Regions from separate parts of the Hordeum vulgare genome. Here region 1 is linked to region 2. A link is a contact called in public Hi-C data. All regions are on one chromosome and are shown on one strand. Each heading gives the region's core, a stretch centred on a gene start, on an enhancer-like site or on the middle of the called end of the contact. The rest is flanking DNA. Distances are from core to core; before and after follow the strand shown. Region 1 holds the start of LOC123446615 (protein IN2-1 homolog A-like). Region 2 holds the start of LOC123448963.

Region 1 (4,556 bases), core at 1,450-3,949, 220 kb after region 2:
AACAATATAAATTACTTCAGAAATATGGGCGACAAACTCACATAGAGGTAAAACTAGAAGCATATCCACACCCACTCAAATGTCGATAGTATATTCAATATCATCTTCATGACGAATATCAAAGGTTATTTGCATATCCTCCTTAAATCCATATGGCTTGCCTAGAGCTTCTCAATTTGAGCAACCAAAATTTGAGTGATTAACTTCATTTTATAGTTTAACCCGAAATGCATAACCATGTCCAGTCCTCAGGTGAGATCTCCTCATCTCCATATTGTCACTATCTTGGAAACCGACCTTCTCCAAGACATAGCATATTGCATGGCAGGGGATGCACTAGTTGAATTGTAAAAAGTGGAAATTACATGTTGAAGCAAAGAAACACAAGTCATGATTAATTATGAAAAAAAACACTTGTCATCATTGTGTATCGTAAGAACATCGAAGTTCTTGTCCAGCTTGATGGTGAAGAACCTACCATTTTGCACGTGAGGTCTGTCGCACATACCCTTGATTCTCGCCAGACATTTCCTATGTTCATGATTCGAAGATTAAAAATCAACGATAATTATACCAAGAACTATTCAACATGGGTTGAGTTTTGGTCTATCAAAGCTTCCTTGAAAAACTCCAATATCTCGTGTATATGGTGCACACTCTTTCACACTGATATGATTGTGTATGTGGTGGACACTCCTCTTGACAGAAATTTCGACTGTCGGTGTTGGTCGCTCCTTCCTTCGTCCTCGCATGCATTACCAAAATGTGTAGCACACGGGGAAGAAGGAGGAAGTGACTCCACCGACAATAGTCGAGATTTCTCCTCTGGTATTTCGTCTATCCGTGCTGGTCGCTTCCTCTACCTCTCTTACGCATTATACCTAGGTATATATCGCGAGAAGAGGAAGAGGAAGCGACCCCGACGACAATAGTTGGGATTCTTCCTCTAATATTTATATCGTCGGTCTTGATCGCTTCCTATGCCTCTCTCGCGCATTACACCAAGGTATATATATCGTGAGAAGAGAAAGAGGAAACGACTCCCACGACAACAGTCGGGATTCCTCCATCAAGAACATATTGAAAGTCACACAAGGAGTCCGACAGACTGAAAGTCAACCCTAATCATAAGTCAATTAACATTACATTTATGTAGTAATGACATAAAAATGACCTATGTTTTGCCGGAATGTCATCTAATTCCTGTTCCGGCAAATCAATGGTACTTGATATTTCCTACTTTATAGGAAAATTCATGTTGAAATCCACGAAACATTCGACATGACTATTGTTAAAATAGGACATATCAAGCGCGTGAAATTTGCGGGAACGGAAATGAACAAACATTCCGGCAAAACATATGCCACCGAGAGGTGTTTCTCTGCAAATTCACATTTGCATTTAAAAAAAGGTAGCTTCAAATTTGCATTTCAAAAAAATTAACCCGCTTCACATTTTCATTTAAAAAATTATATTTGCACATTTTTATAGTTACTCATCTACTACTACTACATCTACGGCAATGGAGGAACATTTTTACTACAACTACTACATCTATTGCAAATTCACATTTTTACAAATACTATTTGAACATCATCTCCATCTAGACCTAGAACACGAACAAATTCAAAAACTTGGGAGGAGGAGGGGGCCAGCGGCTGGAGGAGGAGGAGGGGCGACAGATGGAGGAGGGAAGAAGGTCGATGGCTGAAGGAGGGAGAAGGGGTGATGGCCGGAGGAGGGAGGAGGGGGGTTGTAGGGGGAGAAGGCTAAGGGTGGAGGAGGGTGAGGATGGAGGAGAGAGGAGGGCGAGGGGGAGTAGGCTTACACCAATGGAGGAGAGAGGACGATGACGCGACAACGACGACGACGCGGGAGATGACACGATGAGGAAGAGAGACACGGAGTATGGAGGGGAGAGTGAGCAACACGTGCAGACGGGGAAGAGGATTAGGGTAGAATAACAGTGGCGCGGGGCGACGACCCGCGCTACTGCTATAGGTTTAGCATGAGCGTGTCTATAGCAGCAACGTCGCTTACTTGCCCCGCACTACTGCTAAAGTGGTACCAATAGTGCATGTACGGTGCCCCTGCTATAGAAAATTAGCAGTAACACGTCTCCCTGACCCGCTCTACTGGTAGTCCTTCACCTATAAGGTTTTTCTTAATAGTGTAAAATCAACATATACATCACTAAATGATCATTGCATATATTTTCACATGATATAAATTTATTATCATAAATATTCATATTATTTTCTGCAAATTTGATCAAACTTTATACGTAAATTTTAATTTCAATGAAAACTACTAGTATTAGTATGCAAAATAAATAAAAACGAAGGGAGTGCTAGTGGAAGCAGAATCGCCTCCGAAAGATGACCCAATCGATTACGTCAAGGCTGAGGACGAACGTCGTAATCGTACAACACTCGGTCGGGCTGCTGAAGATGATGACCCAATCAGTTACGTCACCCCGTCAAAAGCGGACTGAATTGATTGAAACAGACAAGACACCGCAGCCCGATTTGGTGGGACCAACAGATAGCTAGGTGCACGACCCCGATCGTCCCCGACGACGGAGACGTGCGATTAGCCGGAAGAGACCTCTCCCTTCCTTCCATCATCATCCCATTTCCAGTCGCCAACTTGGCTCCCATCTCCTCCCGGCGACGCATAAATACCCGGGACGACTCGCTCACCAGTCATCACCAAACCGACCCATCAGTTGTTCATTCGGACGACTCGAGCAACCAGCGTCTCTTCCTTATCACGTCCCTACCACGTTACTACGTACTCCTACGTCGCAATGGCCGCAGCTGCAGCACCAGCCAGGCCCACGAAAGAAGCGCTCCCGCCTGCACTGGGCGCCGTCTCCGAGCCCCCTCCCCTCTTCGATGGCACCACCAGGTAACCACCTGCTCCTAATTCACTAAGTACAGTAGCAGTCTTTCACTTATGCATCCATCAGGACCCATTTCATGAGCTAACTGCTAAACTAACTGTCGGTTGATTATGTGCTGCGACGTACGTGAAGACTGTACATTTGCTACATCTGTCCGTTTGCCCAGCGTGCCTGGGTTACCCGGAACTGCAAGGTACTTTGCCGATGCCAAGTCACATCTTCCATCGCCCAACCTTGCGTAGCTGGAGAAGAAAAGAAAACTGAAACTCTGTTCTTCTTTCGTGCGTCATTTTGTGCAGGGTCTGCAGGACGAGATCAAGCTGGTCGCCATCAATCTGGAGGACAAACCAGCATGGTACAAGGAGAAGGTTTACCCACAGGGCACGGTACGCACCCACACACACTTCGCCGATATATCTGTCCCTCGATCGAATTCCCTCCTATTCTCGCACCAATGCTTATACCTTCATCGTCGCTCCATCCATATACAGGTGCCTTCCCTGGAGCACGACGGCAAGGTCACCGGAGAGAGCTTGGATTTGATCAAGTACATCGACACCAATTTCCAAGGCCCGGCATTTCTCCCTCAAGTAAGACTCAGAGTTTACACGCAAGACACAACATCCCATATTCCCATTCACCCCAGGGAAGAAAATGCAGTTACATCGGAGAATGTTTCGGTCTTGCTATAATCTTCGGATGTGTGATTTCCAGGATCCTGCTAAGAGGCAGTTTGCTGATGAGCTGATTGCTTACGCTGACGCCTTTACCAGAGCACTCTACTCGCCCTTGATCTCCCAAGTGGCCATGTCAGACGAAGCTGGTAATTAAGCACCATCTCTGCAACTGTTTTCTGAATCATAGGCACATCGTTTCGGACTAGCTCACATTGCTCGAGCTTAATTACATCCTCTTGTTCACCAGTTGCCGCTTTAGACAAGATCGAAGCTGCCCTGTCCAAGTTCAGCGACGGCCCGTTCTTCCTTGGCCAATTTAGCTTGGTACAGTATATGCTAATACATTCGAGCGTAAACCAAATGCGTTCTTCTTTAATTTGCATCGGAATGTTTGTGGTAATGCTTGCTCCAATTCCTTTTAACTTTGCAGGTGGATATTGCGTACGTGACGATCTTGGAGAGGGTTCAGATATACTATTCCCACCTGAGGAACTATGAGATCACCAAAGACAGGCCCAACCTTGAGAGATACACCGAGGACATGAACAAGATCGAAGCATACAAGCAAACCAAAAATGCCCCGCTAACCTTGCTTGAAGCTGCCAAGAGGCATCTCAAGGCAAAGACACCATTTTCTCTAATCAGATTCTAAGTTCTTTTCTTCATTCCTTTCGGATTATACTACTGATACTAACGTATATATCGCTGTGAGGTTTCAGATTGCTTGAAGAAGCGGTGATGTCGCCAAGGATAACGGTCGCTACGTGGGAACGGTCGCACCTGAGTTGGCGAAGACTGAACTCTTATCACTGGGGCTTCTTTTCCCACCATTATCATAATTACCTATTTACTTTTATATGTTTTCTTCCCAATAAGTGACTTCATGTTGTAACCTGTAAGGGCTATGCTTTTTATAAAACAATAACATACTCCATCTTGTTTTTAAATAGTCTGAACTTTGAATTGCTTACCAC
Region 2 (4,249 bases), core at 506-3,005:
GATGAAGTATTTTACATAGAATTACAGATGCGCTGGTGTGTGCAAATTTAATTGGTTGTTAGATGAAAACCGGCCCTATCCTAAAAATCAGAGGGGAGAGATTAGTTGTGAAGGAGAGAGAGATCTGTAGAACTTCCATACCTATCCATACGTCTAGCATTTTTGGCACAAAAAAGAGTCTCTAAAAGTGTAGCAAATATAGGGCACTTTGGCAGCTGCCCAATGTGAGGCTGCATCAGGACGCGCGCGCCATGACCGGCTCCTCCGCGCAGCTGTTTTATTTTAAGGCAACTGTTAGAGCAGTTGTGCTCTATTTCGTGCCCTATTATAAGGCCGCTATTGGAGACGGCGCTTGGGCGTGCCAAAAAAACGTGTTCTTTGCCTTAATTTTTTTACTTCAATATTTTTTCGTGCAAAAAATAGGGCTGTTATCGGAGATGCTTTAATAGTGAACAGAGAACAAAAAGGGTAGTTAGAGCATCTTGAACAGCCGCATAAAAAATGCTTCACACGTTAAAAGATTCGTTTACAGCTCCAACAGATGCTGCAAAACAGTGTGCGCGCTAAAAAGTTTTGGGCATGCTCTAAAAAACGTCAACGCGCGTAGCATATTTGGGACGCGGGATCACGCGCTTCATAATTTGCAGTGCTTGCTTTTTGGGCACGCGTTTTTAAATGTCTGCTAAAACTATGTTGGTTCCATCGTATTAAAATTGCTACAGTGAGACGCTATGGTTTTTATTAAACGCGATTTTTTTTGCAGCTGCTGGAGATGCTCCTAGGAGCAAGCGTGCTCTTGTGATGCTCGTGTTTAGCGCGAATAATACGTGAGAGCACAGCTGATAATATGTCATTGTTAACACTAGCGCATCTTGTCGGTTACCTCTCCGATTCAGTTGGGTTGGAGCACAGGCGGCTCGTGAGGCACCGCGACAAGGACGCCCCAAGCGCTCTCGCCTTTGTCCTCCTCCTGAATTTTCTTGCATTATCACCACATATGTTCACATGCATGACAACAACACGGAGAGGAGAGGAGAGGAGAGGTCGGTGCACAGAATTGAGGGCCCTGCCTACCAACTGCTAAAACCCACGGGCAGAAGATTAATAATACTAATAGTATGCGGCAAGGTGAGAGGTGATGGGGCCGAGCGACAGCAAGCGCAAGCGGGTTAAATGAATGAGCAGGGCCGCCCTTCACGTGGCTTTCTTTCTGCCCTCCCTCCCTCCCTCCCTCCCTCTGTTATGTTATCAGTCTTGCCACATTGCATATTACGAGCCCCCAGGCCAAGTCCCCACATGTCCCCTCCTGTGGCCATCGCTTTGTTAATCCGGTTTTCTTATCGGTGGAATCAGTGTTACCATCTCAGTTCCACGTGCAGCACTTTGCAACTTCCGCTAGGTACGTACGTAGTCAAGGGTTGATGAGCCTGTTGTGTGCGCTATGCTACTACACAATTGACTTGGGTTGCCATGGCACTTGGACACAACCCCTCATGCGACTCCTGCATCCAAAGTTCAATTTATGAACGTGAACCATGGGACGATTTATGCTTCTCAATTTGCAACACTCCTACGCCTGAGAAAGCTGTGAAATGCCCAAGAGTACAGACTACAGTGGAGTGAAACAAGTTCTGTGGTGACTCCAGTAACGCGCCTCACGGGTGGCAGTCACGGACAGAGCCGGCCGGCGGCCGCTGTGGTCATCTCAAATCCTCCGTCAAATCCGTGCCCCCTACTATTACTAGCCAGTAGCCACTCTAGCTAGCGTTCAGACGCTTCTCACGCCCGCAACAAAAACATAGAGAGAGGGAGGGAGGGAGGGAGGCACCTTCCGCTTCAAGCCTCCTCCTCCTCCGAATTCAGCAACCTCCGCACCGCACCACCCCGCCATACCCTGCGGAGCCACCCATCTCAAAAGCAAGCAAGCAGCGTGCATGCAGATGCAGTGCAGCTAGCAGAAGCGCCTAAAGCCACCGCCGCCACATGCCCAGGCCGGTACGCGCGCACCATTTATCTTCCCCTTCCCCCAGCCATTGCCGAGCTCGGGACGCTACGAGATCGCGGCGTCGACAAGGGTGACCAGGAGGAAGGGAATGTCTGAACCGGCCACGCAATGCAGGTCCGTCGCTACTCGCCAGCCACCTTCTTGGATTGCTGGGTGTCTCCTCGGTTTCCAGGACAGATTCTTTGATTGTTTATCCGCGGATGCCGCCTTGGTCTCGGCGCTGTCTCTGCTCTCGAGCTGCGTGTCCATGCCGTGCTAATGGGGATCCTAGGAGGATCAGTTCCTGAACCCTTTTCCTTTTCTTTCATTTGTTTGGATCGCAGGGGAAATGGGGGCGGCGGCGAGGGCGGCGCCGGCGGCATGAGAACGGTGGAGTGCCTCAGAGGGAGGCTGCTCGCCGAGCGGGTGGCGTCCAAGGCGGCCAAGGAGGAGGCCGACCAGCTCGCCGCCAGGGTACCGTACCACTTCTCCTCCACACACATTCCGTACCCATGCTAGCGTCAACCCCTTCAGTTCCCACTGTTTGGTTCGGTACAGCTTTAACTTTGTTCTTTGATTCGGCGACAGTTGGACGAGCTTGAGAAGCAGCTCTCCGACGAGGTCAAGATCAGGGACAAGGCGGAGCGGAGGCTGAGGAGGGTCATCAAGAGGCTCGAGTCCCTCAAGATTCTGGATGTGGGGAGCTCCATCGGCTCGCTCTCCTCCAACTCCAACGGCTGCTCCGGCCAACAGGCGGCGCCGGAGATGGAGGAGAGGAGCGGCCCTGCAGTGTCGCTGAGCACCGTCGATTCGGTGTTGTCAGACCCTCGCGCCGGCGGCGAGGACAAGGGATGGGACGGCGAGAGCGTGAAGGGCTCCTCGGCCGGTTCCTGCACTCAGGCCAACTCCTCCCAGGACGGGAGCTGGTTCTCCGTCGTGTCCGAGCAGTCCGGCTCTGGCGCCTGCAAGGCGGAGGAGAGCCGCACGGAGGAGAACTCTGACGACGCCGACAAGTGCTGTTCCGGTGACGGCGCTGGTGACGTTGATCGTGATTCAGCGAGGTACGCGGCGTGCAGGTTAACAATGAGTGCCTTTTTTACTGGTTATTACTATTACAAGTTAAAAAACAGTTGGTTGATTCATTGCTCTATGGATTAGTAGTATCAGCCTTTCTAGCATGCGTAGGCGTTTGCAGATTACTCCTGGTTCGTGCAGAGTTTTACTTTTGTCTGGCAGGGATTAGGCTGCATTTCTTCATCTTTTTTACATGTGCGTTTTCATCGTGTTATTAATGATGGACATGGAGGGAACAATATGTGCCGCATGCCTCAGTTACCAGAATAATTGTAATTTATAGGGCAGAAAAGGAGACGACGGATTGTCGGCGTTGTGCACATCTGTACGTCTGCATCCCTCTTTGTGTGTCCCGGGCCTTTTTACTAGGATATTGCGAAATACTGCCTCCATTCCGAGTGTTTGGGATGGAGAGGGAGTAGATTTTTCTTGTAGCCGCGTAATCACTTGTGTTGCTGCATAGATTCTTGATGTGTCTGCGCATCTCTTTTTATAGCAACAGCGTACTACCGATTGTGTTGTAGAACTAGTAAAAATGTTTCTCTGGTGCACCGTCAGCAGGGAAGAAGAAGCTCCTGCGGCGTCCAGCGGCTCGTCAAAATCCGAAGCGAGCTACCGGGACGGGGAGGACGACAGGCTCGCGCTGGTGCTGGTGGAACACCCGCACTACAGCGCAGAGGCGGCCGAGGCCGAGGAGAAGGAGAAGGACGAGCTCGCCATGGTCCTGGCCGACCCCCAGCCGAGCGTGGGCGTCGGTGGCGGCGACGACGTGCAGTCGGTCCTCCTGGCGCTGCGGCAGGTCAAGGAGCAGCTGCGCTACACCATCCAGAGGAGGAGGTCTGAGGGGCTTGTCGCGCACCGAGAGCTCTACGGCCACTGACTCAGCCTCGCCTGCTCTCAAGAGCATAACGAGAAGCGGAAGCTGAAGTGTGCTGCACTTGCACTTGCAGTGGTGTATTTATCTACAGCATTGGGAGTATATTTGGTGGAATAAAGGTTCTACTGGTGTGAGGCGTTGTAATGGCGGTATATATATTTATATATAAAAAGAAGTGAATTCCCTAGGCTGTTTACTACTCCTGTTTATTACTCCCTCTATTCACAAATATAAGATGTTCCAACTTTTTCTGAATCAAATGTATAGACATGTTTTAGTGTATTTGTTTTGTGAACGGGGGAGTAGCAGTTAAC

The links. Hi-C and Micro-C count contacts between places; a contact is called where the count stands out from the background.
Region 1: a Hi-C map of leaf shows a contact between it and region 2, with 5 times the contacts expected there. The contact joins the promoter of LOC123446615 here to the promoter of LOC123448963 in region 2. A contact is called at or near these places in 4 of 6 Hi-C or Micro-C datasets (leaf and seedling).

What each region holds. Positions count from the first base shown.
Region 1 is chr4H:461,109,377-461,113,932 of MorexV3_pseudomolecules_assembly, forward strand. It overlaps LOC123446615 (protein IN2-1 homolog A-like), which reads left to right and starts at 2,700. Exons shown (of 8, transcript XM_045123190.1): 1 at 2,700-2,910; 2 at 3,038-3,098; 3 at 3,205-3,291; 4 at 3,397-3,495; 5 at 3,620-3,728; 6 at 3,830-3,906; 7 at 4,013-4,201; 8 at 4,302-4,556. The coding sequence starts at 2,810. The coding sequence ends at 4,310.
Region 2 is chr4H:460,889,912-460,894,160 of MorexV3_pseudomolecules_assembly, forward strand. LOC123448963 reads left to right here and starts at 1,756. Exons shown (of 4, transcript XM_045126022.1): 1 at 1,756-2,119; 2 at 2,329-2,458; 3 at 2,573-3,045; 4 at 3,620-4,131. The coding sequence starts at 2,094. The coding sequence ends at 3,938.